Linked DNA regions of Sorghum bicolor: region 1 is linked to region 2. Evidence: chromatin contacts called from public HiCAR-type data. All regions are on one chromosome and are shown on one strand. Each heading gives the region's core, a stretch centred on a gene start, on an enhancer-like site or on the middle of the called end of the contact. The rest is flanking DNA. Distances are from core to core; before and after follow the strand shown.

Region 1 (4,592 bases), core at 372-2,871, 35 kb before region 2:
AGAATAGCATGGCTTTAGCATCCCCAGCAGCATAGCAGGAAACTGAAACTGTTCTGTCCTCTCGGTATCTCTCTCTATCTCTTCAAATCAAGCCTCAGAGAACCACTAGAATTTCTATCTGGCTCATCGTTCCAACATTTGTGAATGCCAAAAGTAATCTTCGATCAGGACGCAGATGGAAACAGCCGATTTTTTTTTTCTCGAGCAGGTTTTAGCCCCCCCCCCCCCCCCCCCCCCCTTTTTTGAAACGGCAGAAATAAATAGACAAATTTTGCCCTAGCACACTAGAATATATAATGCGTAATTGGCCAATTCGTGGTTTTTTTTATAAAACGTGTAATTGGCTAGATCACATCGTTAGACTGAGAATTTATCCAAAAACGGAGGGCTAGAGGCCGGGGCCAAAGGTGGCCGGCGGCAGTGGCTTCCATATATAGCACCCACAGCGTTCATCTACCAAGTATTTACTTGACCTTGGGCGAGTCAATGATGTTGCACGAGGTGGCAGAGCAAATGCATCCTCGATACCACCGTCGGTGGTACAAGTCTATCGTTACGACAGTGAAAGTAGCGACAGTGATAAAATCAATCTGTAGTTGTGGTATGCTAAAGTTTGCTTTCTTCTTATCTTAAAATTCCACATCAATAATTGTTATTGCAAATAGGATGAGTGCCAGTATATATAATGGGCATGCCACCAGCCCACAACTGAGCTATAAACGGGTCGGGCTGTAGCAGGCCTGTATTAAGAGTGGGCCGTATGCATGGGCAGACAAGTCAAGCCATAAGGCGAAGCACTTTTCTCCGAGGCCTTGTTTACTTAAATTTTTTTTTGCAAAATAAGAATAGTACCACTTTTGTTTGTATTTGATAAATATTGTCCAATTATGGACTAACTAGGCTCAAAAGATTCGTCTCGTCAATTCCGACCAAACTGTGCAATTAGTTTTTATTTTCATCTATATTTAATACTTCATGCATACGTCTAAAGATTCGATGTGACGAGAAATCTGAAAAATTTTACAAAATATTTAGGGAACTAAACAACGCCCAAGCCATAAAATCCAAGCGCAATCTTACCAAAGAGCTGGTTTCAGAACAAGTCCAGCTGCAGGCCAAGCCGAACAACTTGATTTCACTATAATATAAACAAGTCCATTTTTTTTCTTTGCAAAATAAAAAAAAAACCTTGAATTCACTGCAAAAGAAAAAAAAATGAACAACAACAGTTTAGGGCTTGAGGCCGGCAGAACGACGAGAAGAAGCATTTAACAAGAGTAACACACACATCAATGTACACTAAGCTCCCCATTATCATACTCACCGTCTTGCGTTTCTTTGTCGTGTTTGACCATATCATATCATATGCGCTAAGCTATTTGCATCGCATTCGCATCTGATGACCAGAGAACCAGATAGACTAGATCCTCGGCCGGCCGGCCCCAATTAGCAGCAACAAGTAGCTTCGTTCTGCTTGCTCATGTCGTCGTCTCCACGTACGACGGCAGAGCGAGCGAGGTAGCAGCCTCAGAGATTATTACCAAGCCTAGCTAGCTAAACCCTATACCTTGCTCTCCGGACTCTACTCTGACAACTGATCATCACAAATTAATAAAGCACATGGAGTTGGGGCCAGAGAGGAAGGACGACGAGGGTGCAGGTGCACGGGCGTCGCCATCGGCGTCGTCCCCGAGCTGCGAGGCCGACGACAACAAGGATCTGCCGAAGCAGCAGCAGCGCGCCATCGGCGGCGGTGGCGGCGATGACGACGAGGGAACAAGGCAGCCGTACAAGTGCACCTTCTGCAGGAGGGGGTTCCCGACGGCGCAGGCGCTCGGCGGCCACATGAACGTCCACCGTCGGCACAGGGGCAGACCAGCAGCAGTGTCCGCCGGCGCCGCCAGTGTCTACGACTACGACCAGCAGCCATGCTCGACGATGACGACGTCGACGACGCCCGTTCTGGCGTTCGCCCAACAGGCTACGACGACGACTCGGCCGGCGGCCGGCGCGTTGCACGCCCAACGGAAGCCGCACGAGCTGCTGCCTCTGTTCGGCCGCGGTGACTGCTGTTCTGCCGGCCGTGGCAGTGGCGCGGCCGCCGGAGATGTACGAGAAGATGGCTACTTCGCCATCGCCGAGGAAGGGGATGGAGGGGAGGAGCTGGACTTGGAGCTCAGGCTTGGAAGTGCAGGATCATGACCTCACGAGATCGAGTATTCAGCTCCATGTGCTTTCAGTGTATGTATATATATATATATGTGCGCGTGGTTCTCTTATATTACAGCCATTTCTTTCTCGCTAATTAAGCTATATATCTAACTTCCTCTCGGTGCTTAGTGATTACTTGGAGTGATTTTTGATCCATCAGTTAAGGGATTAATAATTATAGAAAGAACCACAGACGATTTCTTGGCAGGATTTGTGAATGCATGCTTTAAAATGAGCAATTTGCATTGATCCATAGGAAATTTTTATTAGTTTTGCTAATACATGCATTCACGATACGTATCAATACTGAAGATTAATTAGTCGGCGCTTCTGAACTAATAAGCTCTTTCCTGCTAATTCTTCAGGCCGTTGTTTGTTTGGATTTATTTCTCATGTTTCATGACCGCAGAAATAAATGATATTCTTGTGTTTCAGTGAAAAATGATCGACCTGCATATCTGAAATTTTCTGCTAGTTTTCATGACTAACTGGAATACATTAGGGAATACACAAGTTCCTGAAAATTAGCGATAGTTATATTCTAAAACCTTTTTTTTCATAAAGGAAGTTCTTTTATTAACTTTTCAAGATATCACATTGAGATGATACCGAGTTTTAAAAAAGAACTTGACATAAAGCACAAAACCATGCACATTCTATTTATTATTGATACAAAGGCTAGATCTCCACCCATACACCCTAAGAAAAAATAAGTTTAAAACAACTATTTTCATTGTTTTTCTTCCTGTAAATTAAAGGGAAAGCAAATTAAAGGCTCATTTTCAGTGCTCAATGTTCATAAGCATGTTCTTGCTACTTATGCATTAACTGATCGATGACAAGCATGTATTATGAGGGGATTGTTTATGAAATCTACTAGCAGTATGGTGTCACACATTTTTAATCTAGGATAGTTTAGAGTATTTAAACTGACTCTGAACAATCTGGTTCAGAGATTCAGAGCATAGAGGAACTGCTTCATCTATAAGAATTTTATTCACAATTCATATATTATATGTATTATTTTTTATAATTTAGCCATGAAGCAGACAATATACCCCCCATGCATCCAGTTAATTATGATGATCCATCTGAAGCTGCAATTCTGATCACAAATATAGTGTCACAGTAGCCAAGATTTCTTTTCCCCGATGATGAGTTGATGACATGTTCGATCTTTTAACCAACTGATCAAATATTGTCCCTGACAAAAAGTTCTACATCACCTCAAACCATTCAAATTCAGGAAGGGACAGACATCCACATATACTATATATATGACATGAGCTCATCAGTAGTTCAGCCAAGATTTATATCATATCCTTACATGCTGACAAACGTCCGATTTCAGAGGATCTGGGGACCTTTTTTGGCCATTCAAGTGGATTTATAAAATAGCAGAGTTTGTATGTTAGTTTCAAACATTCAAAGATGTTGTACTAGTTCTCTGGAAAAGGTTGTTGAACCTACTGATTTGTCCTTGTAGTTGAAAAGTTGTTGTTTGTTTGTGGCCAGAGTGATGAAGAATATATTTCGTTCCTAAGAGTACAATGTACGTATAGATTTATTTAGCTTGCAGCCGGCTTCAGTGACATAGTACAATGGTACTATGAGCTGCGCTTCAGATTTATCAGACTAAAAATTGTAGATTTTTTATATTACCAACAAGCTAAGTATCTGCCGTTTCTAATAATTATATTAGTTGTGGACTAAATGGATTATTATGCCACTTGAGCTTCCTAACTGAATGTATGGCCTGTACTGTAGTCTTATTTGCACAGGAATTTCACAGGAATAGGTTCAATTTTACAAAAAAAAAAGTTCTGTTTCATAAAAAAAACCCTGTAGGAACAAGAAAAAAAAAGTCTGGTTGCAAACAAGTCCTGTGTATATAGGCCTTGTTTAGTTCACCCTGAAAACCAAAAAGTTTTCAAGATTTTCTGTCACATCGAATCTTATGGCACATGCATGAAACATTAAATATAAATAAAAACAAAAACTAATTACACAGTTTAGCTGTAAATCACGAGACGAATCTTTTGATCTTAGTTAGTCCATAATTAAATAATATTTGTCATAAACAAACGAAAGTGCTACGGTAAACAAGAACATAGTAGCAAAAGGTATATATGAATTCAGGAACAGCGCACCAACAGATGCTTCTGCACCTTCTTCTTGTGAAAAACAGATCATCTTCAGGTGAGTGGTGGGTCCCATGTGCCCGATTTAAGTGCATCGTGTCTGGACTGACCAGATAGTCAACCTTCCCCTCAGGCAACGGGATTATGGGCTGGGTTGGTGACGCATGCATCCCGTCTCTGTATCTATCGTAATTAATCTCCATGTGATGTGAATCGCGAGGTGAGGTCTACCTGAAAGCT
Region 2 (4,687 bases), core at 1,921-4,420:
CCATCCTCCGACTTGATTTGGTCTCAAACACCTGTATCATGTTCATTCACACATGAAACATATCGGAAGGGCACCAAGGGGCAGATGAACTACGTGCTAGTAATTGTTTCTCTTGTCACTTACCATCTTGAATTTGTCCACGGTTCCAGAGAGAAAACCCCTTGATGCATCCATATCATTCCCCTGAATCAGGCATGATGGTAAGGGAGCAGGATAGCAGATTCAGAACTTACAAAAAAAAGGGGTGGGGGCCAAAACAGGGTAATTGCAAATACCATTCGGTCTAGCATTCTGTTATGAGTCTCCACCTCTTCATGGATATCACCTGACAACTACAGGAAAGTAAAAGAGGTTTCAGTACCTAATAACAAATATATAGTTGTCTAGAAGCTTATCCAGGTTGATAAATGGGGAAAGAATCCTAAAGTTAGAACAATTCCAACAAACTTAAACTAGTCAATGGATGGGATGTTTGAATGTTTATTTATTTTCTAGCATACCATTAATAAAATGAGCAAAGCACCCTAAACCTTAATCTGCTCGTCATATATTTATTAATTTGGACTTTGGAGAATGTCTACACTGATGTCAGATAGAAAGAATCAGATTGACAATCATGGCATGACCCATGTCCAGATATTCTCCAGGACTTCCTATTTGCTGGTTACTCCCAGTGCTTTTCAAGCGTACCAAATTACATAAGAATCCTTCTATATCTCATCTAGTTGTTAACTTTTAAAGAAAGTCATACCTTATTAATGTAGACATTCTAGTTGTTAGCTACCATATGCATACCACACTCAAAAAAAAAAGTTAGGCCAATGAAATATTCAGATAGCATTAATGCAGCCACCAATTCTTAGTTGTAAGCCCATCAGATAATCAGATTCCTTTTTGGTAAAATTTAACCAAAAAACTGTGCTGAACTACTTCCAAATATTTAAAACTAAACTGGTCCAGGAAAGGACACGGTTGACAAGAAATCAAGAATCCCCTATCTACACAACTACTACTATTACTATGCACTAAAGCTGCAGCAGGGAAGAACTATTTTTAAAGGAACACACTATTGTTTTAACAAACCTATTTTATCTCTTATCTATGCAACACAGCTTGATCTAGTAAATATACTACTAATGATAATAGTAATATCTACAATTATTTGCATAATAGAATCAATAGAATTAGAATATTAAGAAGTTTAAGTGGCACAATACCCGCTTGAGAATGCTGACACGATCCTGCAGTCCATCAATAGCTCGATCATTTTCTTGCTCATCTATCTCATGGGAAGAATAGGATGTTGCTCTGATTCCACCCTCCTCAATGCCATCGAAGAGAGAAGTTCTGTTGCTACGGTAGCTGCACAAAGTGCATAAAATAACCAATATAAGAGTTGGGCATATAATCAATAGACGAAGGATGCATACAGAATAATTGCAAAGTGAAAGGGGTTCAGAATATCCACATCAGCACATGCTCATGAATTTTTCACAAAGGAACAGTTAACATAGGATGTTCAGATAAAAATAGGATTCCACATTATTAGAAGTATGAAGGAATTCACAAATATACCAGGACTAACATTTCTATGTGTTCAAGTTCACAAATTCAAAGATTATAAGTACATGATGACCTAGGCACGTGTATCACAGTGATGAATAAGAACAAACAGCCTTATTCATTTGATAAAGTAGCTGAACAAATATGGTATCCAAACTATAAATTGCATTTAAACTGAGAAAAACATATATGTACCCCTAAAGGGTGCATACTTCTGAATTATGTTTTCTAATTCTAACTTTAACAAAGGTCGGCTCCACAATAATCAATATTCGATATAACCTATAACAATAGAATTATAAAAAAATATATTGCCCACGAATTGGAAACAGGGAACTTGCTGTCATGGACTGACAAACACAGTTATCTGGACCCATATCACGAAATAAGTCAAAACATTGTCTGCTAAAATGCCGGTACAACAGAAAACTACTATAAGGTGACAAAAAAAAGGAAGTGCAATAATTAGGCAAAATCCAATGACATAGGTGGTACATATTAGGCCCAATTAACAATACAATTGAGATCCATAGTTGCCATAGAGAGTCTGCCCATTTCGTCTGGGTGAAATTCATGTACTGCTGTTATGCTGGCCAAGGATCACCGTGTCCTATATTTTTCTAATTTTAGCTATAATTGCTCCAGCAGATCCTTTTCATCCCCTTCCATTATTGGATTATTTGTAAAGATGCATTGCTATGCATGACTACAGACTACAGAGGTTGGGACAGAGATAGAGAGGGACAGAGAGAAGACCTAACAGAAAGAATTTTGACCATAAGGCTGATAGTGAGCAAAGTATCAATGTGTTGAAGCAGAGAAATATCAGCACGCATAAACATAGATATCATTAGCTTTAGAATGATAGCTCGTAGAGTCCCAAGTTCTTTTTGGGACAGATAAGCAAAATAAGCCCAGTCAATAATCATGTGAAACCAACTTCCATGTCTGATAAACCTATATTCATGATCCTAAACCAACTTAGAGCTGGGGAAACGAAACTGTCCTATACAACAAACGATTTGTCTTTTGGAGGGAATTCCTCAACCATAACTACAGGACAACAAGAAGAAGAACTGATAGAAGCACCACTAATCACTCATCTTAACCCCTAACAAATGCAGCGTACCGATCGCACTAATCGCATGCAATCCATCCAGTGAGGCAGCCACATTGGGTCCTACTAACAAATCGCACGCGCTCATCAACCCTAAATCCGAACACCATCTCACGAAATCCCAAGCTCAAAGCAACAAAAAGGCGCAGAATCTTACCCTCTCGGGTTCATGGCGCTCGGCTCAATCCGAATCGTGCTGCCTCCTGCCTGCAGGAACAAAACCCCAAACCCATCAGAGACAAACAAATCGCCGAAGAGGGCGCCAAGAGCACGAAAAAGCAGAGGGAAAAATTCCGGAGAGGGATGGGTGAGTGCGGCGATCTGCGGGGGAATCGAGCGAGCTCACCTCTCGATCGATTCGCGTCGGATCGGCTCTGATTTGGGATTCGCGGCGCTGCGAGAAGCCGCAAAAGGGAACGAGTCGAGAAGGAATGCTGCTACGCGCTTCGCCGACACAAGTAGCGTGGAACTGCCAAGTGGGCCAGGATCTGGGTCAAAGGGGTGTGGGACCGGCCGGCAGCGAGAGGACCTGCAAGGATAGGTCGCTGTGGTCCGTCCATTCGGAGAGGTGACGTGGCGCGTTCTGATCGGACGGTCCGCGTCGACTCGACGCGAGCTCGTCCTCTTCTTCTCCTTTTCTTTCCGACGCGGGATTTCCTTCGCCGCCGCCGCCGCCGCCGCCAGTGACCACTGATCACCTTTGCCGGAGCGTGTGAACCGTACGGAATCGTCGGCGTGAGATGGCGGCCACCTCCGCGTTCGAGTCATCCCCGGAGATGGAGCGGTTCCTCTGCGAGCGGCTGTTGGACGCGGAGCAGCCCATCGCAGAGCGCTTCCGGGCGCTCTTCTCCCTCCGCAACCTCCGCGGGGATGCGCCGCGCCGCGCCCTCCTCCAAGGTATCGCCTCGCTTCACTGACTCGGCTTTGCTATTCTTCAAAGCTTGGTTGATGACTAGCAGCTTGTGGATTGGTTTTAGCAACCGGTGCAACAGATTTCTGGTCCCTGTTGCTTTCCCGAACTAATCGAGTAGATGCCGTGCTGCGGTTCACTAATTGGGTGCTTTGATTGAAGCTTCCTTTGTACTTCAGTTTAGTTCCAAATTCTTGTGGCCTTACAGTCCAAACTAGTGCTGAGCTAGTGAGCTGATGAACTGATGATACTAGGAAATTTAACATTGTTTGATTCTTTGCATTATTTATCAAATTGATTTCAGTTCTCGACAGGCCCTTCGTAGGACTTGCTGAACATATGACCAATATATTTGTTATTTACTATTTAGAGTGTTATATCAAATATCGGCATTGTTTCATTGGTTGAGGCTGTTTGATATTTATTGCTATGTAGTACGTACATGTTAATTTCCTGAAAGTTCTGTTGCCTGCTGCTTTTTTGTTCCCTTGCTGATATGTATAGTTGTGAGATTATGTTATTAGCTTTAGTTTGTACTCTGCTGTCAACAGTGACCGTTACAGACAAAACTGCTACCTCTTAATGTCGATCAATGTCTTTTTAGTCCTACTGAAAAACAAAACTGCACTAGAATAGTTATGGAAGAAGTGAAAAACACATCAAGGGCCTGATTTACAACCACCCACTTTTGCACTGCTAGCTGTGCGTCTTCAGATTTCTTCAACTTAGTGTTTGAGAGATCAAAGGGTTGTGATTAAGAAAACCTGACATAGTTTATAAAATTGTTCAGCTGCAAGGGATCCTTCTAACTTGCTTGCCCATGAGGCTGCATTTGCACTTGGACAAATGCAGGATGCTGAGGCTATTCCTGCACTGGTGGCAGTGCTCAAAGATCTTTCTCTACATCCAATTGTCCGCCATGAGGTATTCAGTGAATTCAATATAATATGCTGCTTCTAGTACTTGGGTATCCATATTAAATAATTGTGTATTGTGTATGTGTATTGGTTAGGCAGCAGAAGCTCTTGGAGCTATTGGCCTGGAAAAGAGCATCCCCCTGTTGGAGGAAAGTTTAACAACTGATCCTGCTGTGGAGG

Evidence for each region. HiCAR-type assays count read pairs that join an accessible place to other places.
Region 1: a contact with region 2 is called in a HiCAR-type map of leaf, with 3 times the contacts expected there. The contact joins the promoter of LOC8055326 here to the promoter of LOC110434327 in region 2. A contact is called at or near these places in 1 of 4 Hi-C or Micro-C datasets (leaf) and 1 of 1 datasets of contacts at active chromatin or transcription factors (leaf).

What each region holds. Positions count from the first base shown.
Region 1 is chr4:67,815,367-67,819,958 of Sorghum_bicolor_NCBIv3, reverse strand. LOC8055326 (transcriptional regulator SUPERMAN) reads left to right here and starts at 1,621. Exons shown (of 1, transcript XM_002454753.1): 1 at 1,621-2,202. The coding sequence starts at 1,621. The coding sequence ends at 2,202.
Region 2 is chr4:67,782,042-67,786,728 of Sorghum_bicolor_NCBIv3, reverse strand. It overlaps LOC110434327 (bet1-like SNARE 1-1), which reads right to left and starts at 3,170. Exons shown (of 6, transcript XM_021458177.1): 1 at 3,027-3,170; 2 at 2,838-2,887; 3 at 1,218-1,362; 4 at 276-332; 5 at 124-183; 6 at 1-31. The coding sequence starts at 2,851. It overlaps LOC8055325 (deoxyhypusine hydroxylase-B), which reads left to right and starts at 3,279. Exons shown (of 7, transcript XM_002454752.2): 1 at 3,279-3,577; 2 at 4,381-4,514; 3 at 4,603-4,687. The coding sequence starts at 3,421.